Linked DNA regions of Mus musculus: regions 1 and 3 are each linked to region 2. A link is a contact called in public ChIA-PET and promoter capture Hi-C data. All regions are on one chromosome and are shown on one strand. The core of a region is the stretch at or near the end of the contact, and the rest is flanking DNA. Distances in the headings are between cores, read along the strand shown. Region 1 holds the start of Filip1 (filamin A interacting protein 1). Region 2 holds the start of Cox7a2 (cytochrome c oxidase subunit 7A2). Region 3 overlaps Filip1 (filamin A interacting protein 1).

The links. ChIA-PET counts read pairs in DNA pulled down with a chosen protein or histone mark. Capture Hi-C pulls out chosen DNA fragments and counts their contacts.
Region 1: a contact with region 2 is called in a promoter capture Hi-C map of adipose tissue. The contact joins the promoter of Filip1 here to the promoter of Cox7a2 in region 2. A contact is called at or near these places in 6 of 39 promoter capture datasets (the C10 cell line, the HPC-7 cell line, cranial neural crest and 2 more), 1 of 15 datasets of contacts at CTCF or cohesin (pro-B cells), 8 of 115 datasets of contacts at active chromatin or transcription factors (the 230-238 cell line, bone marrow-derived macrophages, cardiomyocytes and 4 more) and 3 of 9 other capture datasets (adipose tissue, liver and pancreatic islet).
Region 3: a contact with region 2 is called in an RNA polymerase II ChIA-PET map of memory CD8 T cells, with 11 read pairs. The contact joins the enhancer-like site here to the promoter of Cox7a2 in region 2. A contact is called at or near these places in 1 of 39 promoter capture datasets (the C10 cell line), 1 of 484 Hi-C or Micro-C datasets (uterus), 2 of 115 datasets of contacts at active chromatin or transcription factors (effector CD8 T cells and memory CD8 T cells) and 1 of 9 other capture datasets (pancreatic islet).

Annotation. Positions count from the first base shown.
Region 1 is chr9:79,976,412-79,979,485 of GRCm38.p6, forward strand. It overlaps Filip1 (filamin A interacting protein 1), which reads right to left and starts at 1,471. Exons shown (of 6, transcript NM_001081243.2): 1 at 1,045-1,471.
Region 2 is chr9:79,758,529-79,761,525 of GRCm38.p6, forward strand. It overlaps Cox7a2 (cytochrome c oxidase subunit 7A2), which reads right to left and starts at 1,325. Exons shown (of 4, transcript NM_009945.3): 1 at 1,112-1,325; 2 at 1-51. The coding sequence starts at 1,129. It also overlaps the pseudogene Gm51685.
Region 3 is chr9:79,912,785-79,915,882 of GRCm38.p6, forward strand. The region is part of intron 1 of Filip1 (filamin A interacting protein 1); the gene reads right to left. Among named protein-coding and RNA genes, the nearest start is that of Gm35261, 13 kb to the right of the region's middle. Within about 2 kb of position 1,312, at least 19 of the 459 cell types and tissues checked have an H3K27ac peak or open chromatin away from gene starts, as enhancers often do. A contact at or near this core is called in effector CD8 T cells and memory CD8 T cells, where this site is marked.

The DNA of each region.
Region 1 (3,074 bases), core at 221-2,720, 220 kb after region 2:
GATCACACGCATGAGCTTCCAAGTCCAGTGTACAATTAATTTAAAAAAAAGAATGTTCTTCAGTATTTTCTTTGATCTTATTCTTGGGTTTATTCATCCAAACTCTCTGAATTATTTAAAGAAATAATCCATCCTCTTATGCAAATTTGGCCCCAACTACCCACCACCAGGAATCAATACTGACAGTATCAGTGGTTTATAGCCACAAGCTGGGAGACTAACATGAAATTGTTCTGTGTAAGCAATTCTGATTAAAGTGCATGTCACCTTCTGGAAGGGGAGACAATATACCCTCAGAGAATGCCAGAACTTCCTTCACACAACTGGAAATACACTCTTACTCACACCCACACAGCTTATGAAAAGATTGAGGTTTTTTTTTCCTTAAAAAAAAATTCTAAGTTTCTTAAAGCAGAATCTATTATCTGCACAAAGGCAATCACTCAATTTAATTAGTTTAAGTACCACAACATTCTCAGTGAATCAGCAGCAGGCATATTTTGCGCGAGTCAGATGCATTTGGGCAACTGCAGGCAAATGAGGTCAGAACCAGCACAAGGTGTCCCGGTGCAATCAGAGAACCCAGCAAACCGAGCCCACAAAGAAGCGGGTCAACAGCACAGCAACGTGGGACAGCATACAGGACTTTCCTCAGTTACCTCACAAGCAGCTTAGCTAGTTTCAGTAAATAATAGCTATTTTGTCCCTGGGAAAATGTCCCTTCCATGCCTTAGCTAGCGACCCTGGTTGTACTTTCGTCATATTTCTATCACCTGCACGAACATGAATAACTCAGCAGGGCTAGCTTGATGACTATGAAGATATCACAAAATGTTGTCTTTAAAAGGGAATCGGTATGACTCTGAGAAAGAGAAAAAGGTTTTGATTTTTTTTTTTTTTAATAATTCACACTGATTCTAATAATTCCTACACGTGCAGAGACCAAGCAAGAGACAAAGCAGAATTGGAGCGAACCTTCTTCTTGTGGAAAGAAATTTCTTAACAGTAAGTAGCTACTTGGGGGGCAAGGGAGGGGGGACTTACCTGTTGTCGTCTCCTTTAACCAAAGGTGTGTTCTTTCTCCGCTGGTTTATCCCTTGAAGAACCCAGTGGCTTGTCCCACAGTCCAAGACTGAGTCCTGAAAAACTAGCCAGCCCAAAAGAAGACTGAGGGGGAAAAAAAACCGCTTTTCCCACTCTGCTGGGACTAGCCAGTAGCTGAAGTCATACAGGAAACGGACAGAGTAGCTGCAGCTTCTCCTTCAGTCAGGATCAGCAGGAATTGGAAGTCGCCTATCTCCCACCCGGACTTTTGTTTCAAAGTTTTTTCAACTGTTGCTAGGTGTTGTTGGGTTCTGAGATTAGGTTTCTCCTCTGCTGTTCCCCGCACACTGTCAGCGCAGTGACTTTGTTGGGGCGCTGAGCTGCGCGTGCTATATTTAACCAGTGTTCTCAGCGAGGCCAGCCTGTCAACAGCTGAGAAGTTTGCAGCCGGCCCTGCTCAGTTCCTAGGCAGCTGGGTTATCAGCCCCACATCCCCGCTCACCCCGCAAAGATCCCGGGGAAGCCGGCAGACCCTTTTAAGGACCTCTGCTCATTTCACAGAGGTAATTACTGTTTGCAGACTGCGAAGTGGGACTTGGCTTTTTAAATCTGAGAAGAAACAGAGCGGCAGTTGTCTTGGGCAGAGCAATTTCCCAAGGCAATAGTCTTCTCAGACTCTTAGATAAGTGTTGTTTTTTTTTTTTTAATGCATTAATAGTGTGCTGCAACGGTTGAGAAAAATCACAGTAAGAGATCATTTCCAAACAGCTTTCATCATTGGAGAGTTATATTTATAGCTTGATCCCTTACTCTTAAAAGATGTGTCCTGCTGTATATATGAGTGTTTTTCAAATAAGGCTACCGTACAGGAATGTCGACAGCGCTAGGAATATGAAAGTCAAGGCAGGAAGGAAACTCTTACTATTTCCACTCAAGCCATTCATTCAAAGCAGCACATGGCAAACACCCCAGAAACACCAGGACTGGAGACCTCTCACTAGTGGTTGACAAGCCTGAGTCACCATTAACCCTCCATCTTCCAAAGCCAGTGAGCAAACACCGCCAACCTGAACTTCAAGTCTCAAGATGTTTCTGCTACTTCATTCTGTAGCATAGAAAAGTACGAGCCTCCCAGGTTTAAGATCTATAAAATATGTGTGCTTAATGCTCTGATTTACTATGTACACACAGGAAATTAATAGTGTTCAGGGCTGCCTCAGAACCTTCCTCGAATATTGCCCTGACAAAGCTCTCAACAATATCCTTTTTAAATTTTACATGTTCAGGCTCAGTTTTTCTAGGTCTGAAGTAACCGTTAAGTAAAGGGGAGGGAGAAGGAAGGAGAAGTGGGGGAGGGAGCACGCACACGGGTGAGATGGCTCAACAGGTAAACCATGAACGCTGGACGGGTAACCACAGAAAGATGGCAGGAATATACAAAGTTGCCCTCTGACCTCTACATTTGTGCCCTGGCACACACGCCCACATAGCATATACATACATTGACAATAAATAAATAAAATGTTTAAAGGGAGAAACTGCAGTTAAGCTTTTGTGTGAAAGTAGCTGTATCTTCTAGAACAATAATCGATACTTCATTCACAGTCCCTACAATGGATTGCCTATTCACAGTCCCTACAATGGATTGCCTATTCACGGTCCCTAAAAGTAAATTCTGATATAGGTGGGAATTATGAGACCAGGCTATAGATGATTCAGAACCATCAGGAGAGCAATGGTTGTTGTTGTTGTTGTTGTGTGCCTTCCTGTAAGAGCCTAGAACATTCCAGCGAAAGAATAATGGGGCTATTTCCTCCACAAATATCCATAAAGAGCTTTTGGATTTGTTTCGTTTTGTAGTATGGAAAGCGAATCCCCTGCTGTTATTATTTACCTTAGTTTTTGGATTAACTGACCACTATTGCTATTAGTGCTAAACAATGTGGCAGTAAGCCAAAGCATGCAGGATGTGACTTATAATCAGATACTGTTGCCACCTTCAAACTATGTTCTTTTGTTTTTTTCTCCTG
Region 2 (2,997 bases), core at 75-2,574:
ATGCCTTCGTGAAGTGGTGCTGATGGTCCTCTGGGCAATCTGACGAAGGGCCTGAAACAGAAAATTCACATGCATCGAACAAGACCTAAGAGTCCAAAGAAACCTGTAAAGGCAACTTCCAACCCTTCACACTGAAAGGAAGCTGAGATTTAAAGCATTATCGAACTTGTCAGTACTATCCAAGACTAGCATCCAGATTTTCTACATGTTGTCTATTCTCTGCTCTGTGCTTCATGTTACATATCATAGTCTTCAGAAACCATGACCTATATATAACCTGTGCCTGAAATTAATCAGTAGTATTTTATAGAACAAAACATGCTGATATACAGAAAAATAAATGATATAGACATCTTATAAGTTCTAACATTTTCATTTAATATTTGCCTATGTCAAAAATCTATTCCTGGCAGGGTAGTGGAGGCTCAAGACTTTAATCGCAGCACTAGGGAGGCAGAGGCCATGCTAGTCTACAGATTTAGTTCCAGGATAGCCAAGGCACTGAAAAATTACTTTGCAGTGGAGGGCACATGCTAGAACACTCCTGGACATCTAAGAAAAATGTAATTGGTGTTAAGTCTTAATTGTGTTAAACGATTACAAAATAAAATCAAAACACACCTTTTTAAATTTTGGAGAAATATTCACCAAGTGTTAAAGGTAATTCTGAATCGTCATTACACTTCAATCATGAAACCCATTAAATCCCAACTAAAACTGTACAATTTAGTTCTTTGGCTTACTTCTTTGAATCAGGTAAAATTTTATCTTTTCACTATGATACAAAACAAAATGACAACAAAAAGCCACCTTCCACCTAGGTTTTCCAGGTGTCCAAGATCCCCCCACTGGAGCCTACGTCAGAGCTACAGTCATAGCCATAAGCAACGGTAAGCTGTAGTGACCAAGAACCAAATGCGATCCTGCTCTTCCCTCTACGACTACCCAGAAACAGCCAGGGGCGAGTGGACGGAAGGTCAGGGAAAAGGACGCGCGGCCAAGGTGACTCCGGCTGCTGTCTTCTGCCACATTTCCAGCACGCCTTTCTGTCAGGATGCCTGACCCTCCGCCCCGACACTCCAGTACCAGCCAAACCCCCAAAGCTACCTACCAGCAGATTCCGCAACATCTTGGCTCGGTTGTTACCCACCAACCGCGACTACTGAACGCCAAAAATCGAAAGCCACCAGACCGGAAACGGAACTCCCTCCTAGCGCTGCGCGCGCGTCGAGCAAGAGGGCTCGTTCCGGGAAGAGGAGGGGCTCGCGCTCCCGACCATAGAGAGCGGAAGGCGAGCCAGAGCGACTTCTCGCAGCGGCCCGTCTAGCCTCCGGACCTCCGAAGCTATCCTTACCACTTGGCTCCGCCCTGCCGCGCCTGCCGCCGGACCCAGAATCACAATGGAAAGCAAACGCCACCCGCAATGGAGAGGCGTGAAGTCTTGCAGCCCTCTTCATACGCTCTGGTGAAGTCAGTGGACAACCAGACTACCCGGAAAGTAGCTTGTCTTGTGAGAAGGCTTTGAGCCATTGTTTACAGTCTGAAGGAACAATGGATGTCAAAGCTACGTCGTACAAGCTTAAATATTCAAAAGCTCCTCTTAATACGGATAGAGTCCAGTTTTAGGGTTTGTCTTCCACAGATGAAAGTGGGAGGCGTTAGTCTTTGTGCTGAGATCATATAGGAACGACCGATGTTGGCATCCACAGGTATGCCAACCTGTGGATCTTCTGCTAAACTCCTTGTGCTGGAAGCTCTTCCTGTGTCCCCAGACTGGAACTGGCTGACTTCGTTATTGAGTCTGGGAAAACGCTGAAAAGAGGGGAATACATTTTTAAATCCACGTTCAACACAAATATCGACTGTGTCGTGCTTTCTCAGATCCGCAGCACATTTCACTCCTGGATGGAGCTGTCAGAAGTGCGCGTATTTTACAGATAGGCTGTTAGCATTTTGCATCAGTCTTGCATAACTATTCCTCCTTACAACTGCCTTTATTCTTCTGCACACTAATGTACAAGTAAAAATAATCTACTCAACAATACAAATGTCTTTCCACCCTTTTGCAAACTCAGAAACGACTTCATTGCCATTTCAGGTAAAAGCTAATGATAAACGGGTTCCACAGTGTTGCGTGAATAAAAACTGGTAATGCTTAATTCCTTCAAATCTTGGGGTACTTTTTTCTTCATAACCTACTGTACCCCCAACACAGTCTAAATTTTCTTCCTTACCAAGTTTATAAACACCCATTATAACTGACTTTTTTTCTACCACCTCTTAATTATTCAATGTACCATCGAGCATAATTACCAACAGCTGGGGATGGGGAGTTTTGTTTTTTTTTTTTTTTTGTTTTGTTTTTTACATTTATTGTCTGTAATTGGAATTCGTTAAAGTTTGTGCTGCTGTCGCTGTTTCACCACAGGATATAAGTTTTCCCAGAACCGACTGTATACTTACCATTCCCCTAACACTAATAAAAATGGGCCTACTAGGGGGGCTGGTGAGATGGCTCAACGGGTAAGAGCGCTGACTGCTCTTCTGAAGGTCCTAAGTTCAAATCCCAGCAACCACATGGTGGCTCACAACCACCCATAATGAGATCTGATTACCTCTTCTGGTGTGTCTGAAGTCAGCTACTTACATATAATAATAAGTAAATCTTAGAAAAAAATAGGCCTACTAACCAACACTAAGTGCATACTGTTTGACATTCCTAGGAATAGTGACTGTCCAAGAAGAACCAAGAGTTTACATTAAAACTACCTATAACAGCGTTGTCACTTAGGGCAGTACAATTTTCTCTTTACTGGACCACTCCATCTACAGACACATTCCATTTTAAAAAGGAAAGGACACATATGAAACAAAACAGTGTTTCTATCCCATTCTCTCCAGAATAAAAGCAGACTTCTGCAACTTGTGTGCCCCTCCTTTTGTGTTAGTCTTTTCCAAAATCACTTCTTAGGCAAGCTTCTGCATTATCAGCCACGG
Region 3 (3,098 bases), core at 62-2,561, 150 kb after region 2:
GTGGAGATCAGAGGATGAAGAAAACACCACAAGTGCTCATGTTTTCTTGCGATGCTCAGTGGAACTGGAGAAGTGTGTACGTATGTTCTCCTCCACAGGCACATACAGAATTCCTATAATAACTGAAATTAGGTTACCAAGGGAAAAACCAAAAACATCCATTTTTAAACCAATGTACTGTGGAGCTTGTGAAATGATGAATTTCTCAAGACCCTTCCTGAGAAACAATGTGGTGTCCTGTTCTAATGAAAACAGGACACAAAGTCTGAACAGGAATGGCCATGACTGTTCTAAAGGCCCCATATCCAAGCAATAGCAAAGGTTTAATGCAAAATCCAGTCCATTGTGCTTGCAAGGAGAACAGGCAGATGGCAGGGCATGCAGGGCCCACCGGCCTTCAGGAGCCCACCGCAAGGCAAGGCTGCAAGTTAGAAAACCAATGATAAACTCCTGGAAGGAATTCAGACGCCTTCACAACCCTCCACGGCACATTCCTCAAAAAAGGTTTTCTCCAGAAAACAGGTAAGATACACTGAAGACCCACATCAAGTTTTGCAGACGGTTTTTGAAAATTGGTATTGTGTGGGCACAAATTATTCTATTTGGTATACTAACATAGTTCATTAAATACCTTATTTTTCCTTCCATAGCAACCTGACAGCAGCAACACGGAGCATGGAATTTGCTGTGTAGAGTGGGAAGAAAGGAGGGCTGAATAGCATCCTGAGACTCCTTCTCTTATCTAGGACTCTCCCTCCTCTTCATTCCTGCTGCCTTCTACACTGGGCAGTACCCTGTGTTGTGCCAGATGGGTGAGAGCAAATGAATTACAAAATATAAATACAAATCCGTGGTGTCATTTCTACTGAAATTACAAGCCTTTCCACAGCATTTGAAGAAAGGCTGGAGAGATAGTCCAGACCTAAATAGTATTTGCTCTTTCAGAACACAGGCAGGTTCCTAGTACCTGCGCCCTGAACCTCACAACTGTCCCCAACTCTAGTGCTGCCTTCTTATGGCTTTTACAGTCACCCTAGCCCCCACCCCTACCCCATGCCCCCCCCCATCCCCACCCTCACACAGTGCACACACTAAAATAAATTCTCTTTAAAAATAAAGAAGAGGAAAAAGAGGATATGCCTTTAGCAGTTAAATGTCCATTCTCATTCCCAGCTTCCTTGGCCCCTCCAGACCTTAATGGTGAATTTGCCCTGGTACACCCATGCTTGCCCTTGGTCCATATCAGGCACTCCTCCTCCTGTTGCGATACAACTCTGCTCAACACACTCCCTCTCCTCACCACCAACAAAAACTTCTTTTCTGCCCAAGCTTAGCTCTTTCTTATGCTCATTAGCATCTCAAAGCATCCAACCCCTGTCTCTTTTTGTTTTTTTCTATTCATAGTTTTAAGAGTCTACCTGGCACATAAGATATCATATAGATGTATAATACTTTACAGGATTATAAGAAAAAAAGCCTACCACATAGAAAAAGGAAGCCCCATCACTGCAGGAAGGGTTATGTTTTACAGTGTGGCCTTATAAAGGGGAGTAGGGTCAGGGGAGTTCAGGACTTCATCACACACCATCCTCATTCTTTCAAACAGAAAAGACAAAAACCCCAGCGTGCCTAAAGCCAGAGGCAAAGGAAATCATTGGTTCTAGTTTTGTGTCCTCAGTGTATTTTAACACGTAAAAAACCAACCAAACCACCTACCTCCTCCTCTGCACCACCAGGTTACTTCCTCTGTGCATCACGGGCACTCTGTCAAGTCTGTTTATAAATATCCCAGCCCATGAAACGTTTGAGCATCTCAGAAAGATTTCCATCTTAGCAGTGCTCACTGTTCAGAAAGGCTCCTGGGAAGACCCTAAATGTTACAACTTTCTCCCAGGTTGTCCTACCTGTTACCATGGTTTCTTTCTTTAACCCTTCACACTCTGTACCACAAGACCTGGAAAGTGAACGTTTTGCCTCTCGTCCACATTTTTTAAACCTTTGCAATAACCAGATTTTTAAATTTTAAAAATGTTTTTCTCCTGCTAAGCCAGATCTAGCCAATATAGTTAAATATTCCATTAGTCTCATGAAGCATAAGAATTTGGAGGATTGGGGAGTGGGGGTGGGTGGGTATGGGGGACTTTTGGTATAGCATTGGAAATGTAAATGAGCTAAATACCTAATAAAAAATGGAAAAAAAAAAGAATTTGGAGGATTTTCTGAGCCTCTGCAGTCATGTAGTAACAACAACAACAACAACAACAAAAACAAAAATACCACACAAACTGGGGCAAATCAGAAAAATATTATTCTACCCTAGCCTAGAACTGTGCTGAAATGCTTTATGAATTCTGTTTAATGTGACTCAAGGATGATAGCAGCAGACCTATAAAAGTTTTCTAGGAAAAAAATTCCAAAATCTAGCAAGAGACTAGGCTAGTCCACTAGGCTGTGGACGCTGGAGAGATGGCTCAGTGGGTAAGAGCACCGACTGTTCTTCCAGAGGTACTGAGTTCAATTCCCGGCAACCACATGGTGGCTCACAGCCATCTGTGATGGGATCGGATGCCCTCTTCTGGTGTGTCTGAAGACAGCTACAGTGTAGTCACATAAATAAGTATTTTTTAAAAATTAAAGAAAGGAGAAGTGCTGTGGAGTGAAACGTGGGAGTGGAAGAAAGCACAAAGTGAGCTATGCAGCGGAGTGGGAGTGATGACAGACAGCGACCTTTCCCAAATACTTTAAGTCTTTGTCACAGAGTCTTCTGTGCTGCCTGGCCTTTCCACCAGCCAGTGCCCAAGATCCTCCACCAGAAAATTTGAACTTCCTGTCTCATCTCCCATACATTTCCTATGTTTATTTGTATGTAGATTTGTATCTCTCTACAAATCATAGCAGGTACATTTTATTTCTACATAACTGCTATGGGTCTAGAGAAGGCTCGGCAGTTAAGAGCACTGGTGGCTCTTTCGGAGGACCAGTTACTGATTCCCAGAACGCACAGGCAGCTCACAACATCTGTAACTCCAGGTCTGGGGAACTCTTTCACCTTCTTCTGGCTTCTAAGGACACTGCATGCACACAGCGCTTGGACGCAC